3 separate regions of the Sus scrofa genome follow, and regions 1 and 2 are each linked to region 3. A link is a contact called in public promoter capture Hi-C data. All regions are on one chromosome and are shown on one strand. The core of a region is the stretch at or near the end of the contact, and the rest is flanking DNA. Distances in the headings are between cores, read along the strand shown.

Region 1 (4,180 bases), core at 325-2,824, 40 kb before region 3:
ATGCAACAAAAGTAACATTCCAGAACTTCAGAGTCCAGGCCTTTAAAGTACCAGCACCCTCTGTTTTCACTCTCATGCCATGAAGGACCCCAGGCTAATCTCATGGAGAAAGGCCGCACGGGGAGGCCCTGTAGGATCGAATACCATGTGGAAGGAGGCCTGTGGAGGAAGATCAAGGCCCCACAGTTGAAGGTCATCAATCATCATGGCCCCAGACCTTCCAGCTTAGCCTGGATGCCAGCTAAACCCAGCTGCATGTATAAAACCAGCCAACACCACCTGGGGCAGAAGAATGCCCAGTCAACCCACAGAATCATGAGGAAAAAGGAATCATTGTTGTTTTTAGTTGCCAAGTTTGGGGATGAATGGTTACGCAGTCTTTGGCTTGGCATAGGTAACATCATGTGTCCGGGAGCCCCTAGGCCTCCGACTGGAAATACCTGCTTTTCTTGTGTCCTCCCTTGACATCTCAGTGGCTGTTCAGAAAAATGGTAGGCAAGTGGGGGAGAAAAGCTATGTTCACCTGCTTTGGGGGGGTTTGTATTAATGTAATTTTCAGAAAGAGCAAGAACTTTGGGGCAAGAATACTTGGATTTGAATACTCAGCTTTGTCTCTTTCCAGTGAGTCACCATGAACAAGACACATTGCCTTTCTGTGTCTTTCTAAAAACTAGAAGTAATTTTTTTTGGCCATTTCTTTATTACTCAATGAATTTATCACATCTGTAGTTGTATAATGATCATAACATTCCAATTTCACAGGATTTCCCTTCCACAACCAAGCACATCCCCCCACCCCTCAAACTGCCTCCTTTGGAGACCATAAGTTTTTCAATGTCTGTGAGTCAGCATCTCTTTGTAAAGAAGTTCAGTCTGTCCTTTTTTCAGATTCCACATGTCAGTGAAAGCATTTGATGTTGGTGTCTCATTGTATGGCTGACTTCACTTAGCATGATAATTTCTAGGTCCATCCATGTTGCTAAAAATGCCAGTATTTCATTCATTTTAATGGCCGAGTAATATTCCACTGTGTATATATGTACCACATCTTCTTGATCCATCCTCTGTTGATGGACATTTAGGTTGTTTCCATGTCTTGGCTATTGAAAATAAAAAAACTAGAAATAATTTTGATTTTTACATATAAGGTTCTTTTGTGGAGATGAAGTGAGAGATATTCCACAAATATTTACTGAGACTTGACACTACCCATTACACTGTTGGCTCTTCGAGAACAATCTCTTGGTACTATCACTTTTTCTAAAGTTCCAAAATTATTTACTGAGTGAATGAATGGTGACAGATCCTGGTGACACAAAGACAGAATTGATGTCTGAAAAGCTCAAAGGTACGGAATGTGTATGAAACTACAAAGTGGTATACGATTTTTATTTTTATCATTTTACTTTTAAATACAGTGATTCACTGACTCGCTAATTAGATTTGCTAACTCTTCCCACCTCATTCCCAAAAGGATTTGCAGAAGCTTTAAAAAAGCATCAAATATAAAAGGATAAACTATAGATGAGAAAACTAGGGTAAAGGGAAAATAAAGGTCAGAACAATGATTTGTTAATCTGTAACTTCATTGCAACATACTTTGGCTTTTTAAAGCTGATATCTTCACTTAAGGTAATTAAGATGCCAAGATTTCTAGAAGCAATAAAATCTGTTAAATTAGCCACCTGTAGTTTAGCCATAGGTAGGTCCACTGAGATTTCACTATATGTAACAATTGGTAAGAAAAGTCCTGAAAACCTCCTCTCCTCCAGTTGGCCAGTTCAGTCTAGGAATGCAGCCATTGTGTATATAGTGATCAGGTGATAAGCAGTGGAGACTAGCAGGTAAAAACTGGAAAGCAGCTAGTAGCTAAAATAGGCTTCTATCTGGAGTTCCCATTGTGGCTCTGTGGTTAAAAAATCTGACTAGAAACCATGAGGTTGCAGGTTCGATCCCTGACCTTGCTCAGTGGGTTGATGATCCGGCGTTGCCGTGAGCTGCGGTATAGTTGCAGACGAGGCTCGGATCTGGCGGTGCTGTGACTCTGGCGTAGGCCAGCAGCTGTAGCTCCGAATTGACCCCTAGCCTGGGAACCTCCATATGCCACAGGAGTGGCCCTAGAAAAAGGCAAATAAATAAATAAATAATAAAATAAAATAAAATAGGCTTCTATCTCTTACTAGGTATATGACCTAGAGCAGGTCGTCTTTTAAGCCTCGGTTTCCTTATCAGTAAAATGGGTGAGTAATAGTACTGGCAACATAGGGTTGTTTGTGAGAATTAAATGAGATAATCCACATGGCACATGGTACATTTTCACGGGTGTTGGCTGTTATCACCATTGTAGCAAAGAGAAGATGGCCTGTGGGAGGGAGAAGGGTCTCTGGATCTTGGGCAGGTGTAATTTTATTGTAAATCTGAGTGAGCAGGTATTAATTGGGACACTTTGCTGGCAAGTGGAGTGTGCTCTCGTATTTCATCTGTCAGAACACGTGATCACCACCCTAGTCTTCCTGGGGTATCCTTCTGCCTTGGGAGATTAAAAGCATTATGGAGGAGGGCAAAGAGGAAATCCAGCTTCTGGCACTCAAAAATTGGATTTTTGCTTCTTTTTGGATGCTTTGCCCTCAACTAAAGTATCTCACCAATGAGGAGTTATGTCTTAGGTATAGTCATCAGGTATAAATGACAGGTCTTCCACCTCAGATGTGGTTAACTGAGAGTGAGCAGCAGAAATGAGCGCTCATCTAAGGAGACTAAAAGCTCTTTAAAATGATGTTTATCCATACTGATTATGTTCATATGTTTTAACTTTTTTTAGTTTTTATTTTTTTGGTCTTTTTGTCTTTTTAGGGCCACACCTCTGCATATGGAGGTTCCCAGGCTAGGGATTGAATTAGAACTATAGCTGCCAACCTATACCACAGCCACAGCAACTCAGGATCCAAGCCCCATCTGCAACCCACACCACAGCTCACAGCAACTCCAGATCCTTAACCCACTGAGCAAGGCCAGGGATTGAACCCATGTCCTCATGGATCCTAGTCAGGTTCGCTAACCACTGTGCCACAAGAGGAACTCCTCATATGTTTTAACTTTAAAAGCAATTTTAGAAATCAATATTGAAGTATAATTTGATTCTTTACTTGCAAATTCCTAATTGTAACACCTTTGAGTCCTCCTTTTTAGAAAAGAAAGCTTTTAAGAAGCAAGCAGTGTAGGTGTACTATTATGGTTCAGTGGTTAACGAACCCGACTAGTATCCACGAGGACATGGATTCGATTCCTGGCCTTGATCAGTGGGTTAAAAACCCGGCATTGCCATGAGCTGTGGTGTAGGTCACAGACCTGGCTTGGATCCTGTGTTGGTGTGGCTGTGGTATAGGCCAGTATCTACAGCTCCAATTCGACCCCTAGCCTGGGAACCACGATATGCTATGGGTGTGGCCCTAAAAAGACAACACCAACAAAAAAGAAGCACTGTAACTCAGAGAGACCATGAGAAAAAGTATGCCAGAGTCGCCCAAAACAAAAGTCCCTTGTTTCAGAGAAATGTGTGGATTTGAAAAGATTAGCAGAAGACCAGCTTAATTCATGTGATGGCATACACATTCTTAGTAAAAATTCAAAATGCTTTCTGTGTTCAGGGTGCTAAGCTGGTGTACAACAAGGTTAATGCCATATTCTGTTAGAATTTGCTTGCCTAGAGTCCAAAGTTGATTTTAGATTCTAAAGTTTTCTTCTTTTATAGGCATTGAAATTTTTCAAAGCTGAGTTTCAGAGCACATGGTGACTCAGCTTTTGTGGGGATGGGTTAACAATTCCAGCTAAATTTCAAATTCATTGAAGGTCTCCTTCATTCTGGAGTAGTTGAAAACTTAAACTTGTAAGGTCAGGACTATCCATGTCTCATCATCCTGTCATTATATGAATAGCAATGGAGAAGCAAGCCGAAAAACCAGCAAGGGAGATGAGTCTACTGGAATACCAATAAGAGAGAAAAACATGAAATCATCCTGTTTGGGAAGGTGGGTGGAAGCTCTTGGGAGCCAGGACAAAGCGTTTGTAGTGGCCATTTCCTCTGCTGGCAACAGCCCTCAGGTTTTACTTGGAGGGGAGCACCCCTCCCCGACTATCAGCTGTGTGGTTTGGGTGGGATTGACCTCAGCTGCAATTCTAG
Region 2 (4,475 bases), core at 1,797-4,296, 48 kb after region 3:
ACAGCTGTTCTGAAGCCTAATCAGTCCTGTGCAGAAGACTGGCTCTTTGAGTGTGAGTAGTGAAAGACCACCTGATTTAGTAAAGTCAGTTTTTTAGTAAAGTCAGTTTTTAGTGTTGTGTTCTTAAAGTGCTGACTTCTTCATATTAGGAAGCCGCTGTGTTACGTCAGCAGACCAAATCTTTATTCAGCAAATTTGGGTACTCTTTGCCTTGCCATCAATGGTGCAAAATCACTATGGTTCCTGTTTCCATTGAATGGTCTTATCAAAGATACTGATGTGATGACACTAAAATATAGTAAATACCATGATGGAGCAACATGGTTGATGATAGGTATTAAGGCCATGATAGGTTATGACCTAGTCAAAGTGATCAGGAAAGACTTGAAAGGGAAGATTAAACCAAGACTTGAGGCTGAGGAGTAGTTAACTAGGTAAAGAAGGAGAGAGAATTGTGTGTCCAAATCCAATCCAGTGACTAAGTTTTTCACTCAAGTGAAAAGAGTATAGATTTATTAGAGCTAGAGATAGGCTGAAGCAACAGATAAGAACTACTATGAACAGTTTTAGAGTTCTATTACATGTTAACTTTAATCTCCATTTAACAGTTGAAAACTCAAGGTTTTTAAGGTGTGTGTATAGAAGGTGGGATTGGGAGGGAGAGAATAGCGGGTCACCTAATAAAACTGCCACTTAAGAACACTCAGTGCAGGAGTTCCCGTCGTGGCACAGTGGTTAATGAATCCGACTAGGAAGGAACCATGAGGTTGTGGGTTCGGTCCCTGCCCTTGCTCAGTGGGTTAACGATCCGGCGTTGCCGTGAGCTGTGGTATAGGTTGCAGACGTGGCTCGGATCCCGAGTTGCTATGGCTCTGGCATAGGCCAGTGGCTGTGGCTCCGATTCGACCCATAGCCTGGGAATCTCCATATGCCGCGGGAGCGGCCCAAAGAAATAGCAAAAAGACGAAAAAAAAAAAAAAACAAAAAAAAAACAGTGCAGTGTTGAGAACAAAATAGACGGGCTAAGAAATGGCTTTTGCAGTAGCCCATGTAAAATTATTACAACGTACAGTGGAGGGTGGTAGTGAATGGATTCTTTGTATTTACTATATGTAAGTGGCTACTGCTCAGTATTGTTGCAGACAATACTATCATTCTTCCCTAGGTGATCTTACCCAATCCCACGACTTTGACTCCAGCCAGCATTTTAGTTGCTTATAAATATCTCTTAAGTCCTAAACTTCCTGAAACAGATTATACTCAGCATCTTGATTGGTATGGCATAAGCATTCCAACTCCATCTCTCAAGGAACCTACATCCAGTTGCTCAGGACAAATACTTTGGATATCATCTTTTGATTTTCTCTCATACCCTGTATCTGTAGTCCTTAATTAGGCAAATCTACATGGTTCTATCTTGAAAATATATTCTGAGTCAGCTAGCACTTGTGACCACCACTGCTATCAGAACAGGTTAACTACAGTAGCTTATAATGGTTTTCTTTCTGCTTGTGCTCTCCTGTAGTGTGTGTATGTATGTATAATACATACTTTGCACAGCAGCCAGAGCTTTTTTTTTTTTCTTTCCCTTTTTAGGGCTGCATCTCTGGAACATAGAGGTTCCCAGGGCAGGGATCATAGTGGAGCTGCCGCTGCTGGCCTACACCACAGCCACAGCAATGCCATATCTCCAACCCACTGAGCGAGGCCAGGGATGGAACCTGCGTCCTCATGGATAATAGTTGGGTTCCTTACCGCTGAGCCATGATGGGAACTCCAGCCAGAGCCTTTTAAGAGGGCAAATCAGATTTTGTCACTTTCCTATTACTCAAACTCCAGTGGTTTACTGTCACACCTAGAGTTAAATTCCAGATCTGACACCCACATGCCCTTTGTTATCTGGCCTAACTTCCCAGTTTTTCCTTTGGTTGCTGTACTCTGGCTATGTTGGCTGCTTTGTGGAGACTTCCCATCGCCAAGTCACTAAGTGTTCAACCTAACGAGTGGGAAGACTTCCCTGAAAGGTTCTTAAGATTCGTTCTTTTAAATTCAGGTCTTTGCACCAGTGTCACCACCTGAATTCTTCCATTTCCCCTCTAAAGAAGCACCCTAGTTTTCCTTGCTGGATGGCTTTTTGTCTTAAAACTTACCGAGATTAAGTTTCACGAAGGGCAGGAATGTTTTGGTCACTTTATCCCTTGTCTCTGACATACTGACATTTCTTTGACATTAAATCAAAAGTTTAATGGTGGGTGTTGGACTAAAATGGTGGTGCTGCTTAGATTTGGAGGTACAGAATTAACGATTTGAGGAGGGAGTTTCAGGAGGGAAGAGGAATGAGTTCAGCTTCATTCTGATTGAGGCATCCAAGAAATGTCAAGCAAACAGTTGGATTCGTTTAAGTTCAGCGATGTGGTTCAAAAACACTAACTGTATAGGTGGCCCTTTAAATCAGCTGCTTGAGCAAATTCGTCGGGGAGGAGGGAGAGGAGGGGAGGTAACTGAAGAACAGAGCTCCAGAGCCGGCTTTCAGAACAGCGGCAGCATTTGACAGCCCAGTAATAGACCTAAGGGGATCTACAAAGTAGAGCAGCCGAATAGGAGAGTAGAAAAACCTATGGAATCCCAGGCAGATCTATGAGGTCATTACCGAGTATGAGGAGGGTCAAGTAAGATGAATGAGATAGGTGTGGAGATCGAGTTTCCTCATCTAGTTACGTTAAAATGGAAAGCTAATTTAAATAACTGACAAAATTACGCACCGATCCAGGAGCGTTTCGCATGAACCACGCTACCTACTGCTGAAAACCCTGGACCACATACCGTGTGCTGCCCCAGACCTATCTGGGCACCTGAGCTCGGCCCAGAGCAGTGACAGACCTGGGCGTGCGGGCGTGTCTGTGCTTATTCTGTCCTACGTAACCAGGGTATCTGACAATGACAAAATACCCCGGCAACACAGCTCTCGCGGGTAGAGACTAATCCGCACAGCCGCAGTTGCTGCAACCCCGCCTCCTGGGTTTCTGACGTCATCACTCAGAGACAGGGTTGCAAGAGGTCCCCTCGCTCGCTGTGGCCGCGCCGTCAATGCGCTGGCGCACGCACCGCCTACCATCGCCTGAGTTGTACCAGTCGGCCGTCAGGCATACGCTGGGGACGGCCGGCTGCTCCTGGTACCGCAGAAGGGGTTCCCACGTGCTTCCGCCTCACTGCTTGTTGGAGTTGGCTGAGGTCGGGGCGCAGGTATCCATCACGGGATGGCGGGGGTCGGTTTCGGGATTGGTGTCCGTGTCCTTCCTGGGCCCGGAGGAGATCGGCTCCAGGATGAACGCTCTGCATCCGTGCTGATACCGGAGCCCGCCGACTGCCTCCCAACCTGGACTCTCCTAGATGAGAGGATCCTCTTCCTCAGTAGGCGGTCACCCTCGGGAATGCTTCTCGAGCGCGTTCACAGGTTGCGTGGCTGATCTCCACCCTCTAGGGACTGTAGCTGAGGTGGGCGGGGGGATGTCGGGGTGAGTGAGTGGGTGACAGCCTTTTGCTTTCCACAGAGCTTGCCCACATTTCCCGATTGCAGCACTGGGCATTGAACTGAGGCAGTTTGATTCTAGATCCTCCTACACCCTTAGCTACTTCGCAATGCTTATTCTTTATATTCTTTATTCAGGACTTGGTTTTGTTTGCCAGTGCACCTAGAATGGTGCCTGGGACATAGACACCGTGTATATGTGTTAGACTAATAGATGAATGAGTGAAAAACAAGTCATCTTCCCCCTCATCCGTTAAGGCTTCCTTGTCCTAGCCCACAGTAATCTAGACTTTCATCAGACCACTGTCTGTAGCTGTTATTTTTACATCTAATTTTGTCTATCTTTAGACAGATTATCCCGCATTTCTTTCTCTTAAGTATTTTCTCCAAGGAAAATGAAAGCTCTTTGAAATCAGGTTCTACTTCTGGGGTTGCCGCTGTAACTAAATCGAGAAGCAATAAGTAGTTGTTGACCGGGGATCTTTGTGTGGCCAGCAACACAACTGATAAGCCAAATCAGATTGGTAAGCTGGAAAGAGTTCAGGTTCTGAAATCAAGGGTACCTGAATAAATCCTGCCTCTGTCACTTTTCCTTGAGTTACTTGAGATTTTATACTTGGTCCTTTCTTTGTAAAATAGGAGTATTGGTTGTGACATAGTGTTTTACAGTAGACAGAACAGCTAAAATCCATAGGTTAGAAGCCCAATTAAGGGAGGATTAAGGTTCAGTTAGTGAGCTTTATTCATGAAATGCAGCAAGCACTGAGGTTTCTAAACATGTCATTATTACTTTTACATTGTAGAGACAATTGAGATTTCAAATGTTTCTCTGATGTATTTATTATGATAATAACATACTGTTTTATCATATGTAATCAAAGTAATTTTTGAAATCTTATCTGTACAGGCTTCAGTCTAGTTTTCCCTCCCTTGAGGAAACAATTGG
Region 3 (4,737 bases), core at 1,802-4,301:
TCTAGAGTATTCAACTACCTGAGAAACCCCTGAGTTCCTTTTTTCTTATGGCGTAGTAATCAGCAACACTTGAGATGTGGTTTCTCCATCAGCCTGAATCACTGGTTGCTGTGAGCTAAACTCTCTGCCAAACCATGATGGGTGTGTATCACTTGTTATAAGCCAGGAATTGGCAAATTTCTTTAGTAAAGGGTGAGATAATATTTTAGGTTTTGTACATCATAATGTCTTTATCACTACTATTCAACTCTGCTGCCCTGTGGCATGGAAGCAGCCATTAAAATATGTACATGAATGGATGTGGCTTTGTTCCCCTAAATCTTTTACAAAAACAGAGGGCCATTTGGCCCAGGGACTTATTTTGCAGATTCCCACTTTAAGTCACAGAGCTTTCAGGATTGTTACTGCAGCATAACCTAGCCTATCCTGATACACTGTGGGCTGTGAGATGAACCACTAAACAAGACTTTGTCAGAGTTCCCATCATGGCTCAGGGGTCAATGAATCTGACTAAGATCCATGAGGACACAGGTTTGATATCTGGCCTCGCTCAGTGGGTTAAGGATCCAGCATTGCCATGAGCTCTGGTGTTAAGTAGAAGACGTGGCTCAGATCTGGCGTAGGCTGGCAGCTATAGCTCCGGATTTGACCCCTAGCCTGGGAGCTTCCATATGCCGCAGATGTGGCCCCAAAAGACAAAAGGCCAAAAAACAAAAAACAAAAAACCAAGACTTTGTCATATGTGTTGTCATCTATCCTGCTCCCTCTCAACAATCTTTCCTTTTTCTTGAAGCCTAATGTAGGGGTTGCTAGCTGGTAACATACCAAGGAAAGGCAGAAGAGCCTTTTCCTTCTTACTCCTAGTCATGACCGCTCTTCAACTCAAACCTGAATTGTCAGAGGTCTCCAAGTCATTGGCTTTCATACTTTAAACGGGCATCAGAATCATGCAGAGGGCTTATTAAAGCACAGATTGCTGGGCTTTATTTACCTCCAGAGTTTCTGATTCTCTAGGTCTGGGGAAAATTTGCCTAGCAGAATATTTCATGTCTGATCTTAAAGACACTGGTCAAATTCTATGGAATAAAACATTTTTCTTCTTTGAACTTCACTGGGCATACACATTGGCTGAGGACCTTGTCAAAATACAGATTACCTCAGTAGCTCTGGGATGGGGTCTGAGATTTGATAGTGACAGTGGTCAGGCTGAAACACTAACTGCCTCAAGGAGCTGAAGGATTTTAAATTTCCTTCTAGCCTTAGGCTTAGCATAGCTTTAGCTTAGTGCTAAGAACAGTTCAGGTGCTTAAGTCTTGAATAACCTTAAGTCAACTTTGACTTCTCTCACACCTAGCTGGTTGGCAAATCCTTTTGGTTCTACTATTGCAATGTATAAGCATCCAACCACTTGTCACCTTGTCACCACCTTCACTGTAACAGCCTGGCCACTACCATCTCTGGGCTGTATTATTTCAACAGACTCCTAATTGGGCTCCCAGCTTCTGCTCCACCCTCCCTCCCATTTCAAATACACGCTTACTGTAAATTCATTATATAATAGCAAGAGGATTAAAAAAAAAACACAGATTGATCATGTTCTTCTCTAAGATTATGCATGCCTGACTCCCTATTTCATTCAGCAAAAGCCCAAGTCCTAATAATGGCCTATCAGGCTTTACCTGACTGGCCCTCTTTGTCTTCGACCTCATCTCCTACTCTACTCTAGTCACTGTGGCTTTCTTGCTCTTCCTTGAACCCACCAAGCACATTCCCAATCTGAGTTCCTGGCACTTGGTTTTCCTGCTACCTGGAAAATTCTTCCAAGTGAATGGCCCTCTTCTTCAACTTCTTCGGTCTTGGCTCAAGGGTCATTCTAAGGCTTCTCCAGCCCACCTTGTTTCTTCTCTACCACTTCACTATCTGATATGCATTTATCTTCTCCCCACTTAGAATGTAAGCTCCATGAAGAAACTGTTTTGTTCACAATCCCTAGCACTCAAGAGTTCCTAGCACATAGTAAGGTGCTCTGTATTTGAAGACGAGATAACAGACTGCAGCTAACTGGAATATCTTGAGTCTGGAGGCTGCTGCTGTGTTTCTCTGGGCTCCCTCAGGATACACTGTTGCCAGCCAGTATTACTCATTTCATTCTCTAGGGAGCGGCGGGTTTGGTAGGCTCCTTTTCTAAATCCCTTCTATTATGGAATTTAAATTATAAATTGGTCATTTACTGTTGTCATACATCATGTGGCTGAATTTTCCACTGATTATATTTTTTTAATACACTTTCTTCTAGCCCTCAGCTGCTTTTTGTTCATTCTCCATAGCCTTATTACAATGCTGGAATAATTCTCTTGGAGCAGATAAAAAAAAAAAAACTGTGTTTCATTTAACATCTTAAGTTTTAGGTAAATTTAAAAGGAAAAAAAAATCTGATTCGTAATACTCAGGCCTCTTAGGTACCTGTCATCTTAAGGTAGCTGAAGATAATTTTAAACATGACGAGTCCAGAGTTTTAAGACAAAAACAAACAAAACCACCCAAACCCAAACATCCATCTTGCTCCTTTCTAACGCGTTTACACAGAACTCCTGGGTTACTGAGAGATTGTTTTGTAGGGGAAGCCGCAACTTGTCCTTAGACATTTTGGGGGTGTGGGAGTTTGCTTGCTCGCCGTACAGAAGGAATTCTAGAAGCTGGGATTGCACCACCCACCCCACACACCCCTTACTTGCAGAAACCTTTGCTCCCCCCCCCAACCCCCACCAAATAAGGGCTCCTCGCCCGGCAGTCGCCAGCTCCAGATCCAGCTGCTTGACACCTATTGTCCCTGTTTGGACGTCAAGCGACTTCGCCTGAAGGACCCTAGCTTTGATTTCGCTCAAAACTCAAGGCACTGCTCCGGCAGCCTCTCAGAGGCTGTTCCGACCTGGGCTGAGTGGCCAGCCCCCAGGCTAGGGTCTTGGGCAGGGGTGGCGGGAGGCTGGGCAGGCCCTTCCCCGCAGGCGTTCGCGCCGGGCAGCCCGAGCGGCAGCGAAGGCCCCCGCCCGCCGCTTCTCCCGCCCCCTCCGCCCCAGAGGGTTGGCTGCCTAAGTCCCTCCCGCTCCCAGCTCTCCGCCTCACTAGCAGCGGCTCTCGGTGCAGCGGGGAAAGGGCGAAGCGGCCTGCGCCCACGGAGCGCACGACACTGCCCAGAACGCACCGCCACCCTTGCCCCTTCAGCCGCCCCCTCGGGATCTCCAGCGGCCTCCGCGCGCGCACGGTGAGCGCCACCCCGGACTGAGGCGCTGAAGGGGAAGAGGGCCGCTGCCCCGAGTGTCCTTTACCTCCGGACTAGCTGGACTTTCGCGAGGGGCTTGCTCCTCAAGTCACCCCACCCGCCCTGGTCATTTCCAGTGCCCTTCTCCACCCTTCTCCGCCTCTCAGCCCCGATCGCTCTCTTCCCTCCCGTCCTCGCAGGGCGGCGAGGGCTGTCCCTTCCCTGCGGGGACCGTTGCACTGGCCGTTGGCGGCCGGCGCTGCGAGGCCCCGCCCCCGGCGCGAGCCTCGGTGCCCCGGGGCAGGTAGGCCGAGCCGGCGGCCGGCGCGGGGGAGGGGCGGGGGGCGGCGCGAGGCCCGGCCGGGCGCCCCGCTGGCGGGTCGCGCGCGCGCCCGCGGCCCCTTCCTGCCCCGGCGGCGCGCGCGCGCCGGCCCCGTCCCCACCCCCACCGCTCTCGCAGGCTCCCGCCCGCTGCGCGTTTTGTCCCGCGTCTCGCCCCGTCCGCCGCCTGACTCGCCGCTCTTGTCCTTCCTCCCGCTTTTTCTTCTCTCCCCTCACGGTCTCAAGATGCCCTCGGCCACCAGCCACAGCGGAAGCGGCAGCAAGTCGTCCGGACCGCCACCCCCGTCGGGTTCCTCCGGGAGTGAGGCGGCGGCGGGAGCCGGGGCCGCCGCGCCGGCTTCTCAGCACCCCGCGACCGGCACCGGCGCTGTCCAGACCGAGGCCATGAAGCAGATTCTCGGGGTGATCGACAAGAAACTTCGGAACCTGGAGAAGAAAAAGGTGCCCGGAGTTGGCGGGGAAGGGAGGGTTGGATGCTGACCCTGACTGCTGTAGCCTTCACGCTCCGCGTCTCGGGCGCTTCCCTTCCTCCCGGTCCCCACCCCCCACGCCCCGTCTCCCCGCTGGAAGTGGAGCTTCGTGCCCAGAAAACGGGCTCCGCGGGGAGGTGCTTGTCACCTGACCCGGACGTGGCGCTGGCCCCCGGGCTCCTTATTACTCTGCTCTTGCCGGGGGCCAGGCTGTTGGCCTTTGGGAGTGCGATGTGTAGGGGTGGGGGCCTGTCCGATCGCCGTGTGTGTGTGTGTGTGTGTGTGTGTGTGTGTGTGTGTGTGTGTGTGTGGTGTCCTTGTCTTCGTGGCCGAGGCTGGATCCGCGGGGGTCAGCGGGGGAAATGAGGACTCTCTGTGGGGAGGGCTCAGGCCCAACCGACTGCCTCGTGGAGTTGGGTTGTCCTACGTCCTATAGCCTAGGGGCTCGTCCGCCCCGTTACCGTGTACTTGAGGCTTGCGCAGTGGCCCCTCTCCTCCCTCGCAAGGGAAGTGTTTTTAGATCTTAAACTAGACTCGCTTCTTCCTCAGGCTCCCCTCTAGGAGCCTTCGACTTGTTCCCTCGCCCCCATCTCACGGGCGCCCCTACGTTTCCTTCTTTGTTTCAATTGTCTAGGTCCCCCCCCCCGAACCTCACGCTCAACTCGA

The links. Promoter capture Hi-C pulls out the DNA fragments that hold promoters and counts their contacts.
Region 1: a contact with region 3 is called in a promoter capture Hi-C map of liver, with 3 times the contacts expected there. The contact joins the enhancer-like site here to the promoter of CAPRIN1 in region 3. A contact is called at or near these places in 2 of 5 promoter capture datasets (fetal liver and liver), 9 of 47 Hi-C or Micro-C datasets (embryonic fibroblasts, epiblast stem cells, fetal liver and 3 more) and 1 of 2 datasets of contacts at active chromatin or transcription factors (alveolar macrophages).
Region 2: a promoter capture Hi-C map of liver shows a contact between it and region 3, with 5 times the contacts expected there. The contact joins the promoter of NAT10 here to the promoter of CAPRIN1 in region 3. A contact is called at or near these places in 2 of 5 promoter capture datasets (fetal liver and liver), 26 of 47 Hi-C or Micro-C datasets (alveolar macrophages, blood, brain and 16 more) and 2 of 2 datasets of contacts at active chromatin or transcription factors (alveolar macrophages and skeletal muscle).

The regions. Positions count from the first base shown.
Region 1 is chr2:26,912,960-26,917,139 of Sscrofa11.1, reverse strand. No RefSeq gene overlaps it. Among named protein-coding and RNA genes, the nearest start is that of CAPRIN1, 40 kb to the right of the region's middle. Within about 2 kb of position 1,574, at least 2 of the 83 cell types and tissues checked have an H3K27ac peak or open chromatin away from gene starts, as enhancers often do. A contact at or near this core is called in liver, where this site is marked.
Region 2 is chr2:26,825,631-26,830,105 of Sscrofa11.1, reverse strand. It overlaps NAT10 (RNA cytidine acetyltransferase), which reads left to right and starts at 3,046. Exons shown (of 29, transcript XM_003122875.5): 1 at 3,046-3,243.
Region 3 is chr2:26,873,739-26,878,475 of Sscrofa11.1, reverse strand. CAPRIN1 (caprin-1) reads left to right here and starts at 3,051. Exons shown (of 19, transcript XM_005661021.3): 1 at 3,051-3,262; 2 at 3,827-4,042. The coding sequence starts at 3,827.